Linked DNA regions of Gossypium hirsutum: region 2 is linked to region 1. The links are chromatin contacts, called in public Hi-C maps. All regions are on one chromosome and are shown on one strand. Each heading gives the region's core, a stretch centred on a gene start, on an enhancer-like site or on the middle of the called end of the contact. The rest is flanking DNA. Distances are from core to core; before and after follow the strand shown. Region 1 holds the start of LOC107951699 (GLABRA2 expression modulator). Region 2 has its middle 22 kb from the start of LOC107952321.

Region 1 (5,689 bases), core at 529-3,028:
TTTAGCCACGACAAAGCCTCCCTGACAACAAAAACCTCTATTATCCTAAGACTGAACGACGCCCTTTCAAACCCCGTAAGGCCTTTTACTAGGTGACCATGATTGTCGCGAATAACCACCGCCAACCTCGATAGCATGTTTGTCTTCAAAATTTGAGGCATCAACAAGGGCGAATCTAAGGAGATTGGCAGGGGTCCCGACTCAATTTTTCATTTTGATCTTTTAAAATTTTTAAAATTATAATTACTAGGTGACCATGATTGTCGCGAATAACCACCGCCAACCTCGATAGCATGTTTGTCTTCAAATTTTGAGGCATCAACAGGGGCGAATCTAAGGGGATTGGCAGGGGTCCCGACTCAATTTTTCATTTTGATCTTTTAAAATTTTTAAAATTATAAATTAGTAAAGGTAGAATTGTACTTTGGCCCCACTAAAAATGATAAAATTTTGATTTAATCCTTTAAAAATTACTATAGTAAAAGTTACAATTTAATTTCGGCCTAGCTTCACTCCTGGACATCAACGTTAAATTTGATAAAACCATGATGAGGTGACTGCCAACATATTGTCCCATACGAACAAGGAACGAGTATCACCACCTAAGCCATCTCCCTCCCGCACACCGACCTAAACCACACCCACCATACCCGAGGCTGACGGATCAGTGGCAGAAGTATAAACCATGTTGGCTACCATTCAATCTTGCACTAAACAGTCAGCATTATAGATAACCCAAGACGGAGAAAGCTCACAATGTTGCCATTGAACGAGATTCTGGGCTAACCAAATTTACCACAGAAGCACAAGCCCTCGGCGCATGGCCACATAACAAAGCCAACCGTCCCAACAAAAAATCATTCTATGTAACATTATCGGTAGGGATATTTACAGGCCATCGAACTGCCTGCACTTTACAACAATGCAACAGAACATGTTCAACATCCTCATCCCCATGGCCCTGGTAACATTCGGCCGACACCGCAATACACGTCTCAAGTAGCGGCATTTTAACAGGAAGAAAATGGTGCAGGCAACGCCATATGAATTCCTTCACTTGAGGAGAACTTGCACTTGCCAAACTTGTTGCCAAGGTCCATCCCGAGCCAATTCATTCACGTTTGAGTACATGCTCATCGCTGTTATGTAGGCTGACTTAACACTATACTAACCATCAACAGTAAAATGCCATATAAGCTTGTCAAGATGAGGACTTAAGCTGAAGAGGATTCACTATATATATTTTTTATTCCTAACATCAATTCAGTAAAAAAATTAAATAATAACTTCATAATAAAACTTCAAACTTTGAGAGCCTCAAATAAACATTAAAAGCTTCTAATAAAAATAACAAACAAAAAATAAATTAAAAATACACAAATATGTAAGTTATTCCTATATATATATATATATGATGCAACACCTCTAAAAATCAACTTTCATTAAAAATCAACTTTCATTGACATATAAAAGAAACAATTTTAAATCGACAACTAGAGATTTGCTATAAAAATAAAGAAATATATATTTAAAATATTTTAGATTTGAATTAAAATATTTATTTTATTGAAAATAGTTTTCAAAAAATAATTGCTTAAAAATATTTTACTTTCAAAAAATCAATTTAGATTTTAAAATTTATTTTTTGTGAGTTGCAACCAAAAATTGGTGAAATTATAAACAAACAGAAAGTACAGCAACTAATATCAAAATTTAACCAAATATGTAACTTAAGAACAAAATTGAAAGATAATATAGATTCCTGGATGAAATTAGATCTATTAATTGGATTTTAGGACAAAGTTGGTGGAGCCCGTAACACTTAAAGCTTTCAATAACAGTCTCCTCTCCTGCTAAACTTCTAGCAAACGATCCCTCATGCCACTTTACGCACGGCCTGCTTTTCCTCGAACATTCTAGAGCAATGGAACAAACGAAGACAGAAACGCAACCCAACTCCAGCTCAGCTCCGATCCGAGAACCGAACCTGAAAGACTCGGATCCCGCAATGGATGCGGAGGGCTTTGTTGTGGTTCCAACATCAGAGCCTCAGGAAAAGGAAGAGAAAGAGACTCAGAATCCGAAAGTGAGTCAGATTCAAAGCGAGCAATCACCGGTTCAGTCACCATCTGGATCGAGGAAATCAGTTCATTGGAGTCCGGAATTGATCAGCGAGTCGCGTGCTGTGGATCACAGTTCCACCATGTCAGCTCCTGACGGATCCAATCCTTACGTTACTCATGCTCCGCCTACGGAATCTTCTTCCGCTTCCTTCAAAGGCAAGCCATTACACATTTTATTTCTATTTTGATTTTTTTTTTAAATTAATTATTAAATTATTTCTTTTCTGAACTTGGAACCAGAGAAGATGGACACAGTGAAGGATGTCTTAGGGAGATGGGGGAGGAAGGTGGCAGAAGCGACGAGGAAAGCAGAGGATCTGGCCGGGAACACGTGGCAGCACTGTATTTTTTCTGTTTTCTTTTAGAATTTCAATTGCTTTCTAGTTTATTTTTAATATTTGGTGCTTCCCCTCTTGGTTGGATTTGTATCTGGTATGAATTCTATTGCGATTGGGCTTTTAGGGTTAGAATTGATATCGAGCGCTTGGTCATTTTGGCTGGTTGATATTACTGAAAGCTGAAATCTCAGATACTGAATTAGGGTTTAATATCTGGGTGAACTATTTGGTAGGGTTCGTGTTTTGTATAGCACGCTAGTTCTAAGAGTACTATAGGATATTAGGGAAGCATCATTTTGGCAATGTTGGACAACTTTAGATATTGTGATTAAGGAAAGGGAGAGAATGTAATAAACTTCATTCTTTTTTCTTGTTTTTAACATGCTTTTAGGAAATGTAGTATTGATTTGTCAAGTGTTGGCTGGAGTTAGCATTTGTGTCTTAAATATTTACTAGGGAAAGAATAGAATTTGATGTAAGATTTAAGGTCAGCGTACTGCAGTTTCCTCAATTGGCATGTTCACTTCTTATAAAGCAGGCTTAAGATTTGAGTTATAGACTTGCATTTAATCAAACAAAAGACTTGAGCTGATAAAATATTTGACAAAGCAAAATGTGACTTATTTACACCCTAGCCGAGGGAGGTAATCAGGGGTGAGAAAACCTGGTGGACCTTCTGTACAAGCATCTACCCAAACATAGAGTTAGTGTTATGAATGGCTCAGTAAAAAAGAGGAGGGGGGGGGCATGATGTAGCATTAGTTTCCAGAGATTTAGTGGTTATTGCTTCCATATCTCTCAATGGTTAGTAAGAGCTTTCTAGTCTGCTGTGGTTGACCTTGGATCAGAAGCAAGCTAGTTGTTCCTTTATTCTGCATTTAGTCATATAGCTAATTATTTAAAGTCTAAACATTTTAGTTTTCTTAAGTCATGGGTATCATCTGATTTATCCTTAGGGATGCTCAAAACTTACCCATATATTAAATATAACTGAAAGTATATTCTTGTTTCTTCTAATCGATAGAATTATTATTATCCAAACCATATTTGCTATTTCTTTGTTGAGATGTTATATTCTTGTTTCTTCTAATCGATAGAATTATTATTATCCAAACCATATTTGCTATTTCTTTGTTGAGATGTCTCGTGGACATTTGTTGATGACAGCTCTTGCACTATAAATGTCTCCTAAACTTTGTCCAACTTTGGGGTCTCTTTTTTTTTTTTTTTCTCCTTATACTTCTCACCTTCTGTCTCTAACATTAGAACTCTATTCATCCACCTAATTGCTTTCTTTAAGTGCATGCTACAATCATATAAATTGTGCATCACTTTCTTAATGCTTACATTGTTTCTTGAGCAGTCTATAACACAATTGCACATCCCTTTTGTACTTAAGGCCATCTCTAACTCCTTATTCGCTACATTATTGCCTCTTTTTTGGTCATTATTCATTACATTACCTCAACTTAGTCATACACAGAATGATCACAAAGTAATGATCTTATGCATCCTTCATCGTGCCTGGATTCTTTTCTACTGGTCTTGTATGGCACCTTTTAGAATCATACTGTTGCTTCTATTTGGGCATGGGACATTGCCAAAGATTCAATTTTACAAAAGACAGAAACATGGAAAATTTTGTGGGCACTTTCAAATTAAAATAATATGCTATTTCTGATTTTTCCCCTTTTGCTCTCACCCTTTGTCTTCTGTCTTGCTTATGAAGTAGTATGACATACATAAAATTACTGAAAATATGTTTTTCGCTTTTCTTTATCAGTAAAAACAAGTCCTAGTTTTGCTGAGGCTGCCATGGGAAGAATTGCTCAGGGAACAAAGGTTTTAGCAGAAGGTGGGTATGAGAAAATTTTTAGACAAACTTTTGAGACGGTACCTGAAGAGCAACTTCAAAATTCTTTTGCATGTTACTTGTCCACATCGGCTGGTCCTGTCATGGGAGTTTTATATGTATCTACAGCAAAGCTTGCGTATTGCAGTGACAGTCCTCTTTCCTATCAAAATGGTAGCAAGACTGAATGGAGCTACTACAAGGTTTGTTTGCATTAGCCTTAACATGCTTCCATTTTAAAAGGACTGGTCACAATGAGATCCTATTTCCTCCACTTTATTCTGTTGAAGACATATTGCATCAGTAACTTTTTTGCATCAAAACATTTGGGTACAGGTTTACAGTATAGGGACTTACTGACTTACAGTTCTTGACGTTTCTTCTGTCTGCTTAAACAGGTAGTTATCCCATTACATCAACTTAAAGCAATTAATCCTTCAACAAGCAGAGTCAATCCTTCTGAAAAGTACATCCAAGTTAGCTCTGTTGATAGTCATGAATTTTGGTTCATGGGCTTCTTAAATTACGAGGGTGCAGTTCAATGCCTACAGGAAGCTTTGCAACAGCATAGCTTACAATCTGTGTGATAATGATTTGACCAGTATATCGGTTGCAACATGTTGTCATGCAAGCATTTGGTCTGCTGCTTGAGGCATTTGATGGTAAATGCTCCTTCGGAAGCTCTTCAATATTCTGTGGCAATGAAAAAATAGGTAAAAACATAGAGTGATATCTGGATATTATATGGCAATTAGAAGAAAAGAATACAATGAATCTGTTCTGTTTTAAACTCATCTGATTGTAATTTACTATAATCCTTCCAATAACTTATAGCATACCGAAGGTTTCCGGTGAAACTAGTTGCTGCGTTTCCTTCTCCTTCTCCATTGATTTTTGTTGCCCCATTTTCATTACCTGCCTGGGTAGTTTCAACATCTTTTACTATATCAAAACTGCTTTGTCGAATAGGTTTTGATTAACAGGGTGAAGACTGAATCCTTGAAATCAGATTCAATCCATAGTGTAGTTGAATATCTGCATATTGCTTTGTAATGACGTAGATTCAGGTACTTGAACTTTGAGTTTACAGTTATAGGAACAACTTTGGAAGATTATTAATTTCCCATAGTAGCAATGTCCAGAATCATTGGTATAATTTAATTTGTGATTAGCTTTATGAATAATAAATGCTAATGATAAGTGCTTGGTTGCATCAAGGAGCAGTTGGTTAGATTTGGTTATTCGTGTTGTGTTTACATAAATTATGATAGGTTAGTAATATTAACTTTTGTATTGTGGTGTTGTTATTTTTATTATGTTCATATGCAACCCTTTTGTACTATGGTTCCCATATTTTATATTAAAAGTCCCTCGTT
Region 2 (6,054 bases), core at 3,357-5,856, 120 kb after region 1:
AGTAGTTGTAAAATAAAACAACATATAAATAATTTAGAATCAATTTAATAGTCGTTGCAAAATAAATAACTTTATAAAAATTTAAATTTTAAACAAATATTAGTGTAAAAGACTTTTTACCATTTTTTTATATGTTTTAAAGATTATTTTTAATATTACAAAATATTTTTTATTAGAAAAAAATTAATAAATTTAATATTTAAACTTTTGATGGGTTTTTAATATTGTTAATTTAAACTAAATAATTTTTTTTTCTAAATTTCATACAAAATAGTTTTCTAATAAAATAATTTTAACCAAATAATATTTTCTAAATAAATCTACGTTATTATTTCACTCTATTTTTTAACTTATTAATTTTTTCGTTGACTTATTATATATTGTATTTACTTATTAATTTTATTATGTATGATTTTTTTAACAATCGTTAAAATATTAATTGTACAAAAATATACGAAAGAGTATAAAATCACTAAAGTTTTAATGATCTAACCAGTATATTTCTTACTCCATTCATATCAATCATGCATGCCAAATTTGACATAAATTAAAATTTTTTTAACTATTTAAATTATGTAAAGAAATTTCAATCGTTCAATAAGTATTTTTGTATACAATATTTTAGATTAATATGATAATTTATCAAATTAGTTGGAAAATTTACATGCGTGACTAGCATAATTATATCCATAAATTCAATAGTTAGACCGTTAGAATATTAAAAGTAGAGAAAATGTGAACTCCTATATATATATATTTTGTGTGTGTATTTGATTTTGATTTTGATTTTGATAACAACTTTTTTAATTTTACAAGTGATTGAGAGACTATTACATTATATTAGCATTTTTTTTGTAGAAAAGAGACAGCACTAGGCAATTATAATAACCAATTCATAAATTAAAAGGATCTAGACCCTTTATGATCTATAACCAACAAATCTCTAACTGAAACCGACAAAACTGCAAATAAATAGAGCAAAGAGTCCCTTGTATCAACACATGTAGCCATGTAATCCGCAACCCCATTTTGATCCCCGGGAATATGTCGAACACGAACCTTCCATCTTCACCGTAGATGTAATAACATTAATTCCACTAAGCTACTCATCATGCCAAGCATCCTCAACAACCATATGCTCCTCAAAAATTTGAGAATCAACCTTCATAAGAGTTTCCTTTACGGTCCTTTCAAGGTCACAAACCAACCCTTCCATTGTTGACTTCAACTCAACCGACTCATACAAATGAATCCCTATCATCTCATCCGATGGTCTCCCTTGCTGCCTGAAAATTATATTATGAACTCTTGACTGCAACTCTTGAGAGGCGCCACTTTTTTCACTGAATCTAGACATCTCATTTTCTTTATCGTTAAACAAAGCCATATTTTTCCTTTCCATTATGCACACTGTAGTGTGCTTCTCTCTATTCAAATTCAACGACACATCTACTGGTTGTATGGCTATGTTTTTTCCCAGATCAGCAGCACCTATAAGTCCCAGTTTTGATCCATCATCAAACACCCCATGCCCAACAATAGCCTTCACTCCAAATCTGCCATTATTGGGCCTTAGTGCTGACAGACCAAATTTTGGCCCAACACCTATCATTACCCTTTTTCCTTTAGCCTACTTTTTAGCCTTGGTATCCATAGATCTGCTCTTAGTCACTTGGAGCCCTAAAACCCCATTGTCACCTACACCCTTAATTTGTCCCCGATTTCTATCCTCTATTTATTCGTCAACTTTCCCGTCAACATCACCGAGATTTTCTCCCCTAATATCTCTAAAAAGCACTACCGGAATCATTGTTCCTCTTCTCCCCTGTGACTCGACTTCTCTCTTTCCATCGTCCCACCACTATACAAGGGTCAAAGAGCTCCTCCTCCACCCTCCGTTCAAGCCTCAACTTTTTCATCACTGGACTAGCACAATCAGAATCAGCCACCGGTGATGTCATTTTAACTCCCGAGCATAAGTTTGCTCCATGCCCATAAAGTTTACATTTGAAACAAATGTTAGGCAAAGTAACATATTTGACTCGTTGAAGGCGGCTATTGATTCTAACCTTGGACACTAGTGGCTTCCTCAAATCAACACAGACCGCCAGTCGCACAAACCTTCCCCTGCAAGCATAATCCATATGCATATCCAACTTAACCACCAATCCAACTGTTTGACCGATCGTCCTGAGAAGACAATCCGAAAATACCCCTCAAGTAATCTCAGAAGCCGTATCCAAACAACTTGTGATTCAATCCCACTCTGCGATGTTGAGAAATTTGGTGACCAAGGCCAAACAATCAAATATCTTCTAAAAATTACCCATGGCCCCCTAATTAAGGCCTTGTTGTAGTCATTCTCGTCCTGAAATCTAACTAGGAAGAAGTCGTTTTCAAGATCTATTAGTTGAATTGGGCATTTTGGATTCCATAATAAGGTAATCTTGTTCAAAAGGACATTAAATCATATCTTTCCCCCCAAAAAATTTAACAATAATAGTTCTAGCCATTCGACGCTCAATATACTATTGCACCCTATCCGAAAACGTAATCGACGGGACACCTTCAACCATTTCAGTTAACACATCCTCTTCAGTTAGGGCAAATCTTCCTCCATGAATACATTATGTTCCTTCTCCAATGACGCCCCTAATAGGGTTGACTTGTACGATGCTTTGGAAACACACCGGACCTTGAACTATTTGCTCATTTCTACCCACATTCCGGTCATCTTTGTCTAAATGTAGCTCTGACGTAGTGTGTACTTTTTTCGTAGCCCTGCCAACACCACTATTAGATCTCGAACTATTAGCACCCGTCGTGAGTTCCATCGTAAGAAGCATAACACTCGTCATTAACGCCAACATCAATTTTCGTTAGGGTTTATAAAAGGAAGATTGATCTTTTAAGAGCTGCCATTATTAGAACTTCAAAAACATGAACTTTATTACATTAGATTAGTATTTAGTATAATTTAAACGAAATATTTTAATTCCATAAACAATTTTTAAATATTGTCACATCCCTTCTTTTTAATTATTGAATTTTTATTTTGTATACCCAAAATGGACATATATTATCTTTAGAATCTCACTTTTGAAGTGTGAAGTGTAATATCAGTATCAAATATTTTTTTATATGTCTTATGTTAATTTTTTTTAAAATTTAACAATTTTATTTATCTGACTTTAGTATGGAATAGTAGTTTAAACTCTCTTTAAGCATTTAAATGATATAACTCAAAGTATCAAAACATGCCATTCACCTCACCCTCCATATTTTATTAATAAAATATGCATACACGAAAGCTTTCAATTCAACACATAATTAAGTATACTTTAAAAATAAAAACATACTTAACTATATTCTTAATGCTAATGAGTACTTGGTACAATTGTCAAAGTCAAAGACCTTGAGTCCTAAATATTCATATTCAAGATCCACCATGGACAATTAAATATATAGGTCTCTTAGTCTCATCATGAGTTGTTGTGATGTGTGAGATTTAGTCTAACTAGTCAATTTGTAGTCCGGATTGTTTCAGCTCATAATTGGTTTAAGCTATAATAGTTTGACTTTTTTATTCTAGTCCTGAATCCGTTTGCAATGTAGTAATTTGATTCTACACCCTAAATCAGACATGTATTTGTATTTTGATTGTAGTATGCTTTTAAAAAAATAGTCTTAATATGATAACTAGTTTTATGGTACAATCAGGGTAAGAAAAAAAACCATGTAAAAATATATTTATAAAAACTGTATACTAAAACCAAAAAAAGTTTAGTTGAAATGGTTTGGTTCATTTTCCCAAGTTTGAATTATATTATATTATTATTTTATTAAAAATATGAAAAGATAAAAATATCTTCATATTTATTTGTTATTTTATAAAAGTAAAAATATTGTAATAATTTTTAAATTGAATTGATATCCGATCAACTCACAATATCAACTCACTTAATATAATTAGTATAGATAAATAAATTAATCTTATGAATACATGTTGTTATGCATTGATGAAACAAAATCAAAATATTTGTTGTAATAACCCTTTAAAAAGAGTAAAAGAATGAATTCAAAGCAAGACAATTTTTAAGAATTCGTCTTACATTTGAATTTTAAAATTTATAATTTTGTTTAATTTTGTAAATATGAATAGATTTCATTTAGTATTATATTTTAAATTAAATTAAAATTAAACAATTATATATGTATGATGACAATTCGACTCATCAACGCTTCTAATATATGATGTGTAAAAAGAAATGTAAGAAGTGGGTGAAAGATGTGACAGAGATTGGGCCCCTAGATATGCATATGAGACAGAACAAGGGAAGGCAAAGGTATAAAGAAAAGGAGGGAGAGAGGAGAGGGTCCTATTAAGATTCGTTTGGATTGTTTATGTTACCTTTTGGAAAGCAATGAAAATTGAAATGAGGAATCTGAAAAAAGTTAAAGAAAGAAGTTTTGGCTTTTGCACCTTACATGGTCGGAGGTAGATTGATACCCTTTTTCTTTTTGAGCCTTTCAATTTATAGTTGAAACGACTATGACACTTCATTACCATTAAAAACCCATCTCTCTCCTCCAATCCAATACTCACACCCTTCCAATTTTTGCAACTCATAATGTGTGGGATGCCACATGCTCTCTGTTTGGACACCAAGTGGTCATTAATATGGTCAAATCGAGGGAATTTTTGGTCCAATGGATTGGATTGAAGAAAGGCTTTTCAAGATGTCCGTTGGACATATAAAATGGGAATAAGCAATCGAAAGGTGTGTTGGAGTCCAAAAGATTCATGATGTTGAAAAAAAAATTACAGTAAAGATCATTAAATTATTAGTAAGTTTACGTTTTAGTCAGTTAATCTTAAAAAATTGTAAAATGGTCACTAAACTATTCGAAAGTTTTTATTTAAGTCAATAAGTTATTAAAATCATTATTGCATGACCTATTTTGTTTTTACCGCTTATACTAGTCGAAAGCTCTCATTACTTTCTCCAATATTGGACATCACGAATCTATGAACCAAACCAAACAACTTTCTTCTCCAATCTCTGACACTGACCGTTAGATCAACTTGGATCTAAGATATGTTCTTCTACTTGTCAATGGGTACTAAATCACCGTATTGATTGTCAAATTGTCAATTAGAGCTCACTAGTTGGACTTTTAAAAAAATACTCAACAATCTAATGATTTAAATAAAATTTTTTTGAATGATTTAATGATTTAATGATTTAAATAAAAACTTACGAATAGAACATTAACCATTTTGTAATTTTTTAAAGTTTAGTTATCAAAACATAAACTTATTAATAAATTAACGACTTTGGATGTAATTTACTCAAAAAATTAAAAAAGAAACGAAGAGTATGATTGAATTACTCTTTCTTAAATTGGGCTTAAATTGATTTGGATTAAGTTAGATTTGACCCCAAGTGATAGAAGCCTTTGTCCCTCTTGGTTGAAAAGATTAAATTGATTTTTGATATTTAAATAAAATGTATAATTTAAGTCTTTTGATGCAAAATTTATGCTATTGATCCTTCAAAACTTTTTAATTTTATTTTGATTTTCCTAACACAAAATTTTGGCTTCTTCTAAGTGAAATAGCCATTGGTAATATATATGTGATTTAGCTTGCAAAACTTGTTGTTGGAATCTTACTTTATATAAAATATGTGAATTCTCCTTAATTAATTATTCAAATTAATTATCAATTCAGTCATTATAACTTAAGAAAGTTATATCTTAATCTCAAATTTTAGTTTAATCGGTTGGTAAAAAGAGGTGAGGGTTATAAATACATGGGAATAAATGGCAACACGTGCTACCCCTGATAATTGATTGTGTTGGGCTAATTAATGGACCAAATCCAAGTTGAAAAAGATGGCAAAGTCTGGTGGTCTTCTGTCCTTTGACTTCGTAGTCTAATCTTGGGCATTGAAGCATAAATGCTCCTTTCCATTGGACACCTTTAGTAGCATACAATGAAAGTGAAGGTTGTTGGATGAATTAATTACTTGTTTTATTTTAGATGCAGTG

What was found. A called contact is a pair of places that touch in the nucleus more often than the background predicts.
Region 2: a contact with region 1 is called in a Hi-C map of leaf, with 2.0 times the contacts expected there. The contact joins the enhancer-like site here to the promoter of LOC107951699 in region 1. A contact is called at or near these places in 6 of 34 Hi-C or Micro-C datasets (anther, hypocotyl, leaf and 1 more).

The regions. Positions count from the first base shown.
Region 1 is chrA02:98,327,879-98,333,567 of Gossypium_hirsutum_v2.1, forward strand. It overlaps LOC107951699 (GLABRA2 expression modulator), which reads left to right and starts at 1,779. Exons shown (of 4, transcript XM_016886826.2): 1 at 1,779-2,279; 2 at 2,364-2,465; 3 at 4,245-4,516; 4 at 4,712-5,170. The coding sequence starts at 1,925. The coding sequence ends at 4,900.
Region 2 is chrA02:98,449,990-98,456,043 of Gossypium_hirsutum_v2.1, forward strand. No RefSeq gene overlaps it. Among protein-coding and RNA genes, the nearest start is that of LOC107952321, 22 kb to the left of the region's middle. Within about 2 kb of position 4,607, at least 3 of the 9 cell types and tissues checked have an H3K27ac peak or open chromatin away from gene starts, as enhancers often do. A contact at or near this core is called in hypocotyl and leaf, where this site is marked.